Linked DNA regions of Zea mays: region 1 is linked to region 2. Evidence: chromatin contacts called from public Hi-C data. All regions are on one chromosome and are shown on one strand. The core of a region is the stretch at or near the end of the contact, and the rest is flanking DNA. Distances in the headings are between cores, read along the strand shown.

Region 1 (5,314 bases), core at 1,869-4,368, 64 kb after region 2:
TCTTGAGGTCGAGGTTGTCGACGCAGCCCTCTTGCCCCAGCTCGGATCCGCCTGGGCGCGCCACGACACCGTCCTCGCCGGCCCTGCCGGCACAGTGCTCGTCCTCACCGAGCTCGCCGCGCTATCCTACACCCCCTCCGGATCCGCCAAGTGGATGAAGCATCCACTCTCTCTGTTGTCCAAGCCGCGGAGCCCCATACTGGCCTCCGACGTCGTCTTCGCACTCTGCGACGTCAGCACGCCGTGGCACAGCCAGTGGAAGCTCTTCTCCTGCCCGCTTGCCATGCTCATGAGGGGCTTGACGCCCATGGAGCGAGCGGCGTGGGGAGACGTCTTCGAGGTACTCAAGCGTCCCCGGCTCCTAGCTGGTGCTGGCGGCCGCCGGGTCCTTATGATCGGCGGGCTCAGGTCCTCCTTCGCCATGGACGCACGTGCTCCACGGTCTTAATACTTCGCCTAGATCTGGCCACCATGCAGTGGGAGGAAGCTGGGCGCATGCCGCCCAATATGTACCGCTGCTTCACTGGCCTATGCGAGGCTGCCTCGTAGGGAGGTGTCATACCGGCCGCTGCTGCCGGGGGTAACAATAAGGTCAAAGTTTTCGGAGGCGATGGGAAGGTGTGGTTCGCAGGTAAGCGAGTGCGCGGGAAGCTTGCAATGTGGGAGGAAGATGAGATGGGGAGCAGTGGCAAGTGGGACTGGGTGGATGGTCTTCCTGGCTATGGTGATGTAGAGAGTTTATTTTAGTACAAATAGCAACCGTATGTCCTACCTGATCTAAACCGCAACACTAATTTTATTATGTGATGTTTTCCACTTATTATGTGATGTTTTCCACTATGCGAGGTTGTTGGTATAGAATTTATTTTGTATATTTGATCAAATAATTTGTGTGTCGTTGCAGCATATGGCCATTGTACAGGCTCTTTGCCTCGTGTGTTGCGACAGTCGTGATGGCTACTGCGCAAGTCACCAAACATGATGGCACGGTTTTTCGTTGTACCGGTAAACACTAATGACTAACCCAATGACTTAGATTACTTGATTTGTTTTGTGTGCTTTGTGCTAAAGGTGTTTCTTAATTCTAGCATGGCAGACAGGAAGTGGATGTGGAGTTGAAGAAGGAAGTTGATGTATGGGGTATGATGTTGTTTGTGTGAAGTTTTCGATAGTGAGTATATTGGTAGTTTCTTGTCTTTTTTGCTTTCTATATATGACATCTTTGCCATTTTAAATTTTCATGGATGACTGGTAAAATTTCATATGCGTTCATGTCCTTATCTGATTGTGTCAGCTCTCTTAATCATGCAAATTCTAAAATGATCATATCATATAACTTTGGTTCCTTTCAAATAATTTAATTTATGAAACAACTATGTTTGTAAATGGATATATTGATTCCGTAGCAACGCACGGACATATATCTAGTAATAAAAGAAGAGGAGAAAGTTTCCAACACAACAGATGAAAAACTGTGGCGCATTCGGTGGATATAGATAGATTTGTTGCCTCTCCATGCATATAGTATCAGCATGCAATAAAATCGATCGAAAGCAATATATAGATTAGCATGGCATCATGATTCACGAGCGAGACTTGGATGACAAGGATGATGAGTATTGATTAGCACGCGCGTAAGTTGATGGATGGTGGAGATAACCTTATTTAATATATATACACTGTACAACTAAAAGGGACGGATGGCTACAAATTAACGGATCATCACTGATCGAGTCCTATATAATGAACGGGACAATAATGAAGATAGTGCGTACGTTGACATATACTTATTTACGACGTTTTCATTCAAAAACAGTCCAAATAGAAAATGGGATCTTTTCATCTGTATATATAAATTTTTTTTGTTGCGCATGTGCAGGAATGAAGGCATGATACACTCGGCATCCAGGTGCACGAGGGGATGGATGAGATGTTGGCTTGGAACTACAACAAGAACGGTATCTTCCTCGATGATAAAAAAAAATCAAGGCATGGTTTCGGCGCGAGAGCGGCGTGGCGGGTTAGAATAAGGGGGTGTTTGGGATGGCTTCAGGTTCCAGCTCCAGTGTGGAGCTGTAGTTTATAATATCAATTTAAATAGTTTTAAAAATATTTTTAATCTAAATGATAAATAAAATAACTTATCTAAATGTCTTCTAAAGACTTACAGCTCTAGCTCCATGATTTTCTGGAGCATCTCATGACCTGCTCTACCAACTTCACCAAATTTTCTAGAGCCGGAGCTATCCCAAACAGGGCCTAAATATAGGCGCAGACGAAGCTGCCGGGATGTGCAATCAAACTTTGCCACCCCCGCACCGCACAGAATGGGCAGCGAAAAGCCTAAAATTAAACCCGACGAAGGCATGGGCGGTTTTGTCATCGAATGAGGAGGAATCGATGGCGCATATAGGCATGCGTGCAGACTGCAGTGGTGGGCAACGACAAAAAAAAATATATTAGCGTCGCTTTGTCTGTGATCAAACAGCTAGTACCACTTTACAAAAGCAAATTAAATACCTACACTAGTCGTATTATTAGTACGTATACATGCTAAATAAAAAAAAAAAGTACACTGTACTGCTGCACACACGCAACATCTCTCTGTCTGTATCTATCTATATATATAATCGATCAGATATTTAAGTGGTATGGTAACCTATCGGCTTGCTAGTTGGTGATCTTGCCGGCCTGCCCGCGGTCGACCTTGTTTCAGAAACGTGTTTCCGCAAGGCGACACGTCCTGTCTGGTTGCCCAACTTGGCCGGGCAGCTCGCGCTCTTGCAGATCACGGCTGCTCCGCGCTCGGCCTGCCTTCCGTCCGTCGTCCGTGCTGCTGGCTGGATCTGGATGTGGTTTGGCGTCCAAGGAAAAATGGAGCAGTCAGGTAGCAGCGGATCAATCAGGTGGACGACGGTCGACGGCGCACCGACCGGCCCGATGGGATCCTCCAAGATGCGACGGCCCGACGTACGGTGATCCTCCAAGATGCAGCCGGTTGGAGTTGGACGACCGACGGGCGGCGGATGAGGCGGACACCGTTGGTTGGTACTTGTACTGGGTTTGCCGCGACAGGACAGGCCGGCGACCACGAGGGAGGACACGCTACTCCGTACTGCACTTCCGTAGCCACACGCCAACGCCCGCCTTCACCTTCCCGCTCTTCTCGTATCCATGTCACCACCGCCTTCACCGTCGCCTGCATGTGCATCTGCCATATGCCGGCATGCCCCTACCTGCTGAGTTCGATACACGGTTGCTTTCAAAAAACACCTGGATATCTAACAAAACATGGGGTCGACCAACACTCTCTCTAGCCATTGGGCCATTCTCCCTTAGAATGGTTGGTTTGGTGACAAAAAAAAAATAGTCTCTCGAAGGGGATCCATGGAGAAGGAAATTTCTTGTTATTCTCTCATAGCCTTTAATTTTGTTGTCACCAAACTAGCCTTTAGTGGAGACACACTAGGTAACTTTCGTATGTCCCAAGTTTGTTTACTTGATTGTGGTCTCGTGGACCCATCAAACCTTGTGAACTGAATGTGAGCCCTTATGAACAAAATACAAGTTGATCAAGATCACATTAGAGAGCTTCACATGGCTCATGGCCCAACACGGTTTAGTTCGACCCAAGCATGTCCCGACCTATCCACTAGGCCTGTGCCGCTCGACCGAATCACCGTGTCGTAAATGGGCCTTAGATCGACATAGCAAGTTAGACCCGACACAGCCTTGTTTTTTCTCTCTAGTTTTATATGGTACTTGAATATATATAGTATAAAAGACAAACATGTGTATTCTGTTGGCTATGGGAGTCTGAATATATGTTTGAAGCCAACGATTATGGTTCAAACTTACACTTATGCACAGTTTTAATTTACTCTCCTCACGAAAACAGACTGAAAGAAGTAGCAAAGACAAGATTTAATGTTGTTTTCAAGCTAAGACCAGTAGACCACAACTGAAGACTGTTGGAACAAATATGGCAATCCTTACGACCGTTTGGACAATGGAAGATTAACGGTGAGCAGTACAATGAAATGTAAGAGTGCTGGGACATCACGCATCACAGAACTAGCTGCAAAGTTGACTGAAAGCTTAACTGAACCATTCCTAAAATACAATTCTACAGCTTGTACAAAATTTGCCTGTCACTACTAGCACCAGTCACGATTGAAAACACACAAAAAACCCATGTATGGCACCCCGGATGAAACCTAATCAATCAGGAGTTTGAGGTGTTGTAGACTGTCGTTGATTTATCTGCAACACAAAATCATGTCTTCTTTTAGGGGAATGCAAAATCATCATTCTAATAGTCGTAACATACAGTTGTAGCATGCGCAATCATTCACGAGAATCAAATTAACATTCAACACTACCAAATAGTAGTAAAAACTTGTACCAATAAGAACGCCCAAAAAAATACAGAACAACAGCACAAATAAACACTCACCTGGGGCATACAAAATTACAGGCTTGCAACTAAACTAACTCCTGTCACTTTTCTTCTTCTTTCTTTTATGTTTTGGTTTGATAGCATCTTTTAGACTCTTCGGCGATCCAATTTCATGGGACTCAGACTCTCCAGCAGCCACAGCACTTGATGTGTTCACCTCAGCATTAGATGATTCAGTCATTGGTTGGGCATCCTCACGGCTGCTGGCCTTGACCATAGTTGGTGGATCTACATCATGCGAAGCAAATAAGTGATTCCAGACTCAAGAGAGAACAAATCTTGGCAAAGTATTCCTCAAGAACGATTACATCAGGTTACACATGTCAAATCAAAATGACTGAAATCTGAAGGATTACTCTAGACTGGCAGGAGGCAGAATTATAGACATCAAAATTTAAAGGAACACAGATTTATGTAGTATTTCTACCAGCCCTAAAAAAATAAGTATAAAAGGGAATCACAATTTATAGACAACAGAATTTGAAGGGCAGGCATAGTGCAGTGGCGAGAGCTTGTTCGAAACAGCCTCTCCACATTTGTGGACGAAGGCTTGCCATGGTTTATCCCTTCTCCAGACCCACTTCATGTGGGAGCCTCTCCGGCACTAGGTCTGCCCTCCTAAAAACATGGCTATAAAGCAGAAACAGTGGAGAATGGCATGCCATATTTTAATCATCAATGAGCACCAAAAATGCCAACCAAAAAAATGACTGCAAGTACATCACAGAGGTGTTACTGAGAGTTAGCATGCAAGAAGAAAACCCATAACATGTAAACAATGTTAACAGTACCCGGCAAATCAGAAATTTTGAGGGATCTTAATGTAACTCCTTTAGAATATGGGTCCCTACATGG
Region 2 (5,142 bases), core at 595-3,094:
GTTGCTTCTTAGCGAAGGCAGGGCCTCGGGCAAGCCGGAGATACGTTCGTCGTCGGAAGGGGGGCCTCGGGCGAGACGGAAATCCTCCGGGGTCGGCTGCCCTTGTCCGAGGCTAGGCTCGGGCGAGGCGTGATCGAGTCGCTCGAACGGACTGATCCCTGACTTAATCGTACCCATCAGGCCTTAGCAGCTTTATGCTGATGGGGGTTACCAGCTGAGAATTAGGAGTCTTGAGGGTACCCCTAATTATGGTCCCCGACAATCATCAACGAGAGAAGGTCACTTAATAGTTGTTGTTTTTTATCATACCAGCTAGCATACATCGAATTGGAGACTTCGGTGGCAAGACTGTTGATGAGGCGATCTTCTTCTCAGTGGCGGCATTGGATTCGTCATGGTATTCTAGAAGCTTCGAGCTCCATAGATACCAAAGGAGCACGCCATATGAAAAACATTGGATTTAATGAGGATCAACACCATGGTGATAGAAGTAGTGGCATCAGATATGGAAGGAGGAAGAGGAAAAGTATGTGTGGTGGAGAATTATAAAATTTACTTGGCTATGGTATCATGTTGAAGTGGCACAAGACAAAGCCATATTATTGCTGTAATCATGTATACATAGATATATACAAGATAATGATTTAGAGGGTGTTTGAATCTACGTCACCAAACTCATTTTAATCCATTCACATCCAATGTTTAGATATTTAGTCTTCATGCGTGTGTATGTGTGTAATTAGTTTTGTAATTATACTATATTTAATACTTGTAAGTCATACTCAAACATTCAATGTGATACAAATTAAACTTTACTAACGGGACCAAACACCCCTTTGCATGCGTGATAATATTGTTGAGATCATGGGATGTAACCTAGGGCGGAGGACCTAGTATTGCTAGGTGTTGCTCGAGGAGCACCTTAGTCCATCCCAACTAGAGACCCATAGTAAAAAAAACTAATTTCTAAGTCTCCTAACCCTACTATTTGGGCGAGACCAGCGAGGCGCACGCACTCGCCTCCAGTCGGCGACGCCAACATTTGAGCTACATTCCATGCATGCCGACCGAATGAGCTCCACCCGGCTCCTCGGTACCCGGCGTGGTGAGGTCCTCCCTGCGGGCTATCGCACCGACCGAGCTCCTCCATGCGGATCCGCCCCAGCAAGCCAACCGAGCTCCACAGTTCGCCCTGCGCCACAACGCTTCTGTAGTGGTGCCCTAGAACGCCACATCCCGTCGCCTCTTCTCCCACCCCCACCACACCCCCACGCCGTTGCGATCTCTAGACGCGTCGCATTACCCGCGTCCACGGTGGCGCTGCTGACATGGATTTATTTGCTTCCTATGATTCAGTTTCCAACCCGGATCAATAAAAAAGGTATTTGAAAATAAAAAATGGACAAATGTTTTCCTTGTTTAACGTGACTTAATTAGAAGTATATTCTTATTTCAATTATGTAACATATTTTTACATCAATTTGCTATTAATAACTCTGTTTCTCTTTTTCAGATTTATTCGCAATATGACATTTGTTGTAAATGTATTATGATAATGACTCTTGAATTGGTAATTGTGAATTTTATTTCGTCTTGATTTTGGTGTGTCCTCCACCGCTGATATAGCCCCATGCTTTTACACGACAGTTAGCAGCACTGCTAAAATTAAAAGACGTAACTCCAAACCTAATAAAATCAGGGAGCATTCGTATCTGAGCCGGAATGTTGGCACGGCGCGACGCAACATGATCTGAGCGTCGTGCCAAAGCTCTTGTACCGTACCAGGCCGTGCTGATGCAGGACTCTGCGTTCCTGGTGGGTCCAAGCAGGCAGCTAACAGGTGCTGCACGTGGGGTTGGTGGGAGGGTGGGGGAGGACGCGGCGCCGACGTGGCACTGTAATCGCGGTTGAGTGGCTGGCCCCCACGGGTTGGTGCCGCAAGAAAAGGAGGAGGAGGACGGGCAGGGCGACTGGCCAACGGTGTGGCGAGCTGCCCGGCGATTTGGGGGAAGCCGGCGGGGCCGCGCGGCAGCCGCCGTCGGATCTCGTGGGATCTGCTTGGCTTATTTTTGGCTAGTGATCGTCTTAATCTATGGCTCCTTGTGCATCCTCAACCTGATTGAGACATTGATTGATAGATTGATGTGCCTATGGATATGCTTAATACTTTGAAGTGTTATTCGGTGGTATATATGCGTGGCCGCGATGGCAAGTCTATCGTTTCCTTGGAGGTAGGCGTACTGTTCGTCATTGAATCTTTCTTTTAGAACTTATTCGGATAAGCAACATTTTTTTCTAAGAATATCGACGACTATACAGACATTTTATTTATATATTCGCTTCATTCTAAATTATTGAACATTTTAGCTTTTGAGAGTTAAGCTATTTCAAGTTTAACTACAACTGTTGAGAGAATTATAAAAAGTTATAACATTAAGTGTTATTTAGGAAATGTTAAGGAATATAAATTATATCATAGTCATGTTAATATAAATTATTATTAAGAAATATTTAATGGCTTATTTATATTATATAGCATAGTCATGTTATCAAAGTTCAGCTTTTTTTTAGCTTCTGGCCACTATAAGTTGCTGCGGACTTTCAAACGTCAAGCTTTTAAGCCCGCTTATATGAGAATCACTTTAGTCAAAATCATCCAAAATCAACGTAAACATAGAATTGGCTGAGTCGTTGCGATAGTAGAAAACTGTCACTTTCTCAATCCTAAATCTTATGAACTCTTTTACCTTAATTTATATGTGATCTTTATGATACTCAGATTCTCTTTATAGCTAGATTTTTGAAAAAAAAACTTCTCAGAAAAAACTGAATCAAACAGTCACGCATATCAACGTGGAAATATGGTTGAACATATGTGAGAAAGGCGGTGGCAATTTCTTGTTTTTTTTGTCAACGGAAGGGGAAAAATGCTCGGTAAGAGGCATGTTTCACGCAGCTCTTTGGGCGGACCTTCCTGCTTGGTACATCTACCTAAAAAAGGGAACAGCTTTAGAAACTGTGTATCAAAAGTAGTTTTAGCTGCAGTCAAAGATTTGGCTTTTATCCAAGAACTTGTTTGGCGTTGCTCCATATATATAGTTATATATATTGTACTGTTTTACACTATTTATAACTAATTTGTTAACTCCATTTTCCGAATAATTTATATTTTCTAAGAAAAAATAAATCAATTTTCTTTGAAAAAATAAATATCTTGAAAAATAAGGCTTCCAAACTAGCCTTTAGTATTGTAGATAACTGCAGTAAAACAGTAAGTGTTTCATGTTGGGACGCTGCAACATAATTACATAAATGGTTTACGGGGATGATAGTTTCCTCTGCAGTGTCAAAGCACAAAGCTATGACGATGAGCCGATGAACAATTTTAGCCGCGGAGGTAATTTTCTAGATCAATAATGGCAGATTAAAAAATCGAGATAGCTGTGGTCAAAGATTTGGCTTTTGCTAAAGTAAAAGTGTAAAACTAAAGCGATTTGCATAACGGTGTCAGTGTCACGGAAGCGAAGATTCTTAAGCAATCGTCCATGTGGTGTGTGTGTGTGGCATGTTGATACTTGATAGTCTCCGGGAACATGCATGATGCCGTGAAATGCTGTAGTCATGTTGCTATCAGTGACCGGTATGACAGTTACGCGCGGAATTCAGAATTCACCATGTGACATGACATGGGTACCCTAACCAGAAAAAGAAAACGTACTTGTGTTCTTGCAATAGTAATAGTAATAGTAATAATATAATAATAACTGTACAATCCAAAAAAGGGCTGTTCAATTAGACAACATATGAGTGGTTTTTTATCTGTTCCTCGTGTGGGCTGATGCAACAGTTAATCGCTTTGGGACAATCCCAAGATTCACGAGTCCGCGACGACTGTACTTTTTTTTCTTCCTTAAATCAGAGCTCCTTTTGACTTTTAGCAAACCATCACTGCCACCGGAAACGCCAAATTAATTATTCCTTTTTTGCGAATAAAAATTAATTATAGAAGTCAGATTAACACGCTAGCTATTTCACAGAAAAGGTCTACGCTCTTGCTTAAAAGAACAATGATATTCAACAAGTATCGGATGAGTAATATAAGCACATCAATCAAAAGTTTGAATGGTTCCATTTGATAAACCGTCAACGTGAAATTTGAACGCGTTACTTGGCTTGTACACGGTGCCGCCATGAATTTGTAACTAATATAATAATGAGACTTCTGGCAACTAATTATATAACTTAATGAACCTTTAAGTAAACATGACTCAAATTATGATAACGCAGCCAACTTGCATTGTGACTACTTCGTCTGTCCCTAAATGATAATCGGATTTTGATCATGAAGATGTTAAACAAAATAAATTGTAACTGATAATTGCTTAATGTTAGCCTTCATTAGACCTTATACAACATAATATAGGCTATGAAAACAAGTGCAATGTGTTGGTGTTTAGTAGTTATATATAGTTAAGGTATATTTCATAAATGTGTACGTGTATATTATCGTTTATATTTTATTGCATGTAATCACGTCAATGTTATAGTTTGGCATCTCATGTTTCTATTACAGATATGGAGATGAGAATATTTTATTTTTATTTGTGCATCACTTTGTGTAAACTTATATTATCTAATACGGCCAAATCTAGTGTACTAGCCAAATGTAGCTTTGTGCCTCTTTTAATGTGATTTACTAGCCCAAGACTTAATAGAATTAATAGAGTATCCATATCAATAAGGTGCATCTTCTTTTTCAGAAGCATATCCTGAAAAAACCTCCAAGTTAAGCGTGCTTGGCTTGGATCAATTTGGGATGAGTGACCGACCGAAAAGTTTTCTCGGGTGTGCATGAGTGAGGACAAAGTGCGCACAAAAGACTCGTTTTAGTTTGTGGGGCAATATATAATCCTATAGAGCTGCCATGAGTAAGTATCGCTGGTCCAGAGATTGGACGAGGTGTTACATTTAAGCAATGTGCAAGCCTGCATAAGAGTCTATGTAGGCAACCAAACATGAGCAAATTGTACTATATAACCATGTATAAAGGTTAACACAAGTAACTAATAAGAAGCACAATCTTAGAGACATTTTCAACATAAATCCATGGGAGTTACATGTTCTAAACTTGCATATAATTTG

The links. A called contact is a pair of places that touch in the nucleus more often than the background predicts.
Region 1: a Hi-C map of ear shows a contact between it and region 2, with 2.8 times the contacts expected there. The contact joins two enhancer-like sites. A contact is called at or near these places in 4 of 25 Hi-C or Micro-C datasets (bundle sheath, ear, endosperm and 1 more) and 1 of 3 datasets of contacts at active chromatin or transcription factors (leaf).

What each region holds. Positions count from the first base shown.
Region 1 is chr5:174,739,658-174,744,971 of Zm-B73-REFERENCE-NAM-5.0, forward strand. It overlaps LOC100384304, which reads right to left. Exons shown (of 10, transcript NM_001176862.2): 9 at 4,457-4,687; 10 at 3,974-4,263. The coding sequence ends at 4,491. Among protein-coding and RNA genes, the nearest start is that of LOC100384304, 7.7 kb to the right of the region's middle. Within about 2 kb of position 3,119, at least 20 of the 20 cell types and tissues checked have an H3K27ac peak or open chromatin away from gene starts, as enhancers often do. A contact at or near this core is called in bundle sheath, ear, endosperm and 2 more, where this site is marked.
Region 2 is chr5:174,676,462-174,681,603 of Zm-B73-REFERENCE-NAM-5.0, forward strand. No RefSeq gene overlaps it. Among protein-coding and RNA genes, the nearest start is that of LOC118472071, 6.2 kb to the right of the region's middle. Within about 2 kb of position 1,845, at least 18 of the 20 cell types and tissues checked have an H3K27ac peak or open chromatin away from gene starts, as enhancers often do. A contact at or near this core is called in bundle sheath, ear, endosperm and 2 more, where this site is marked.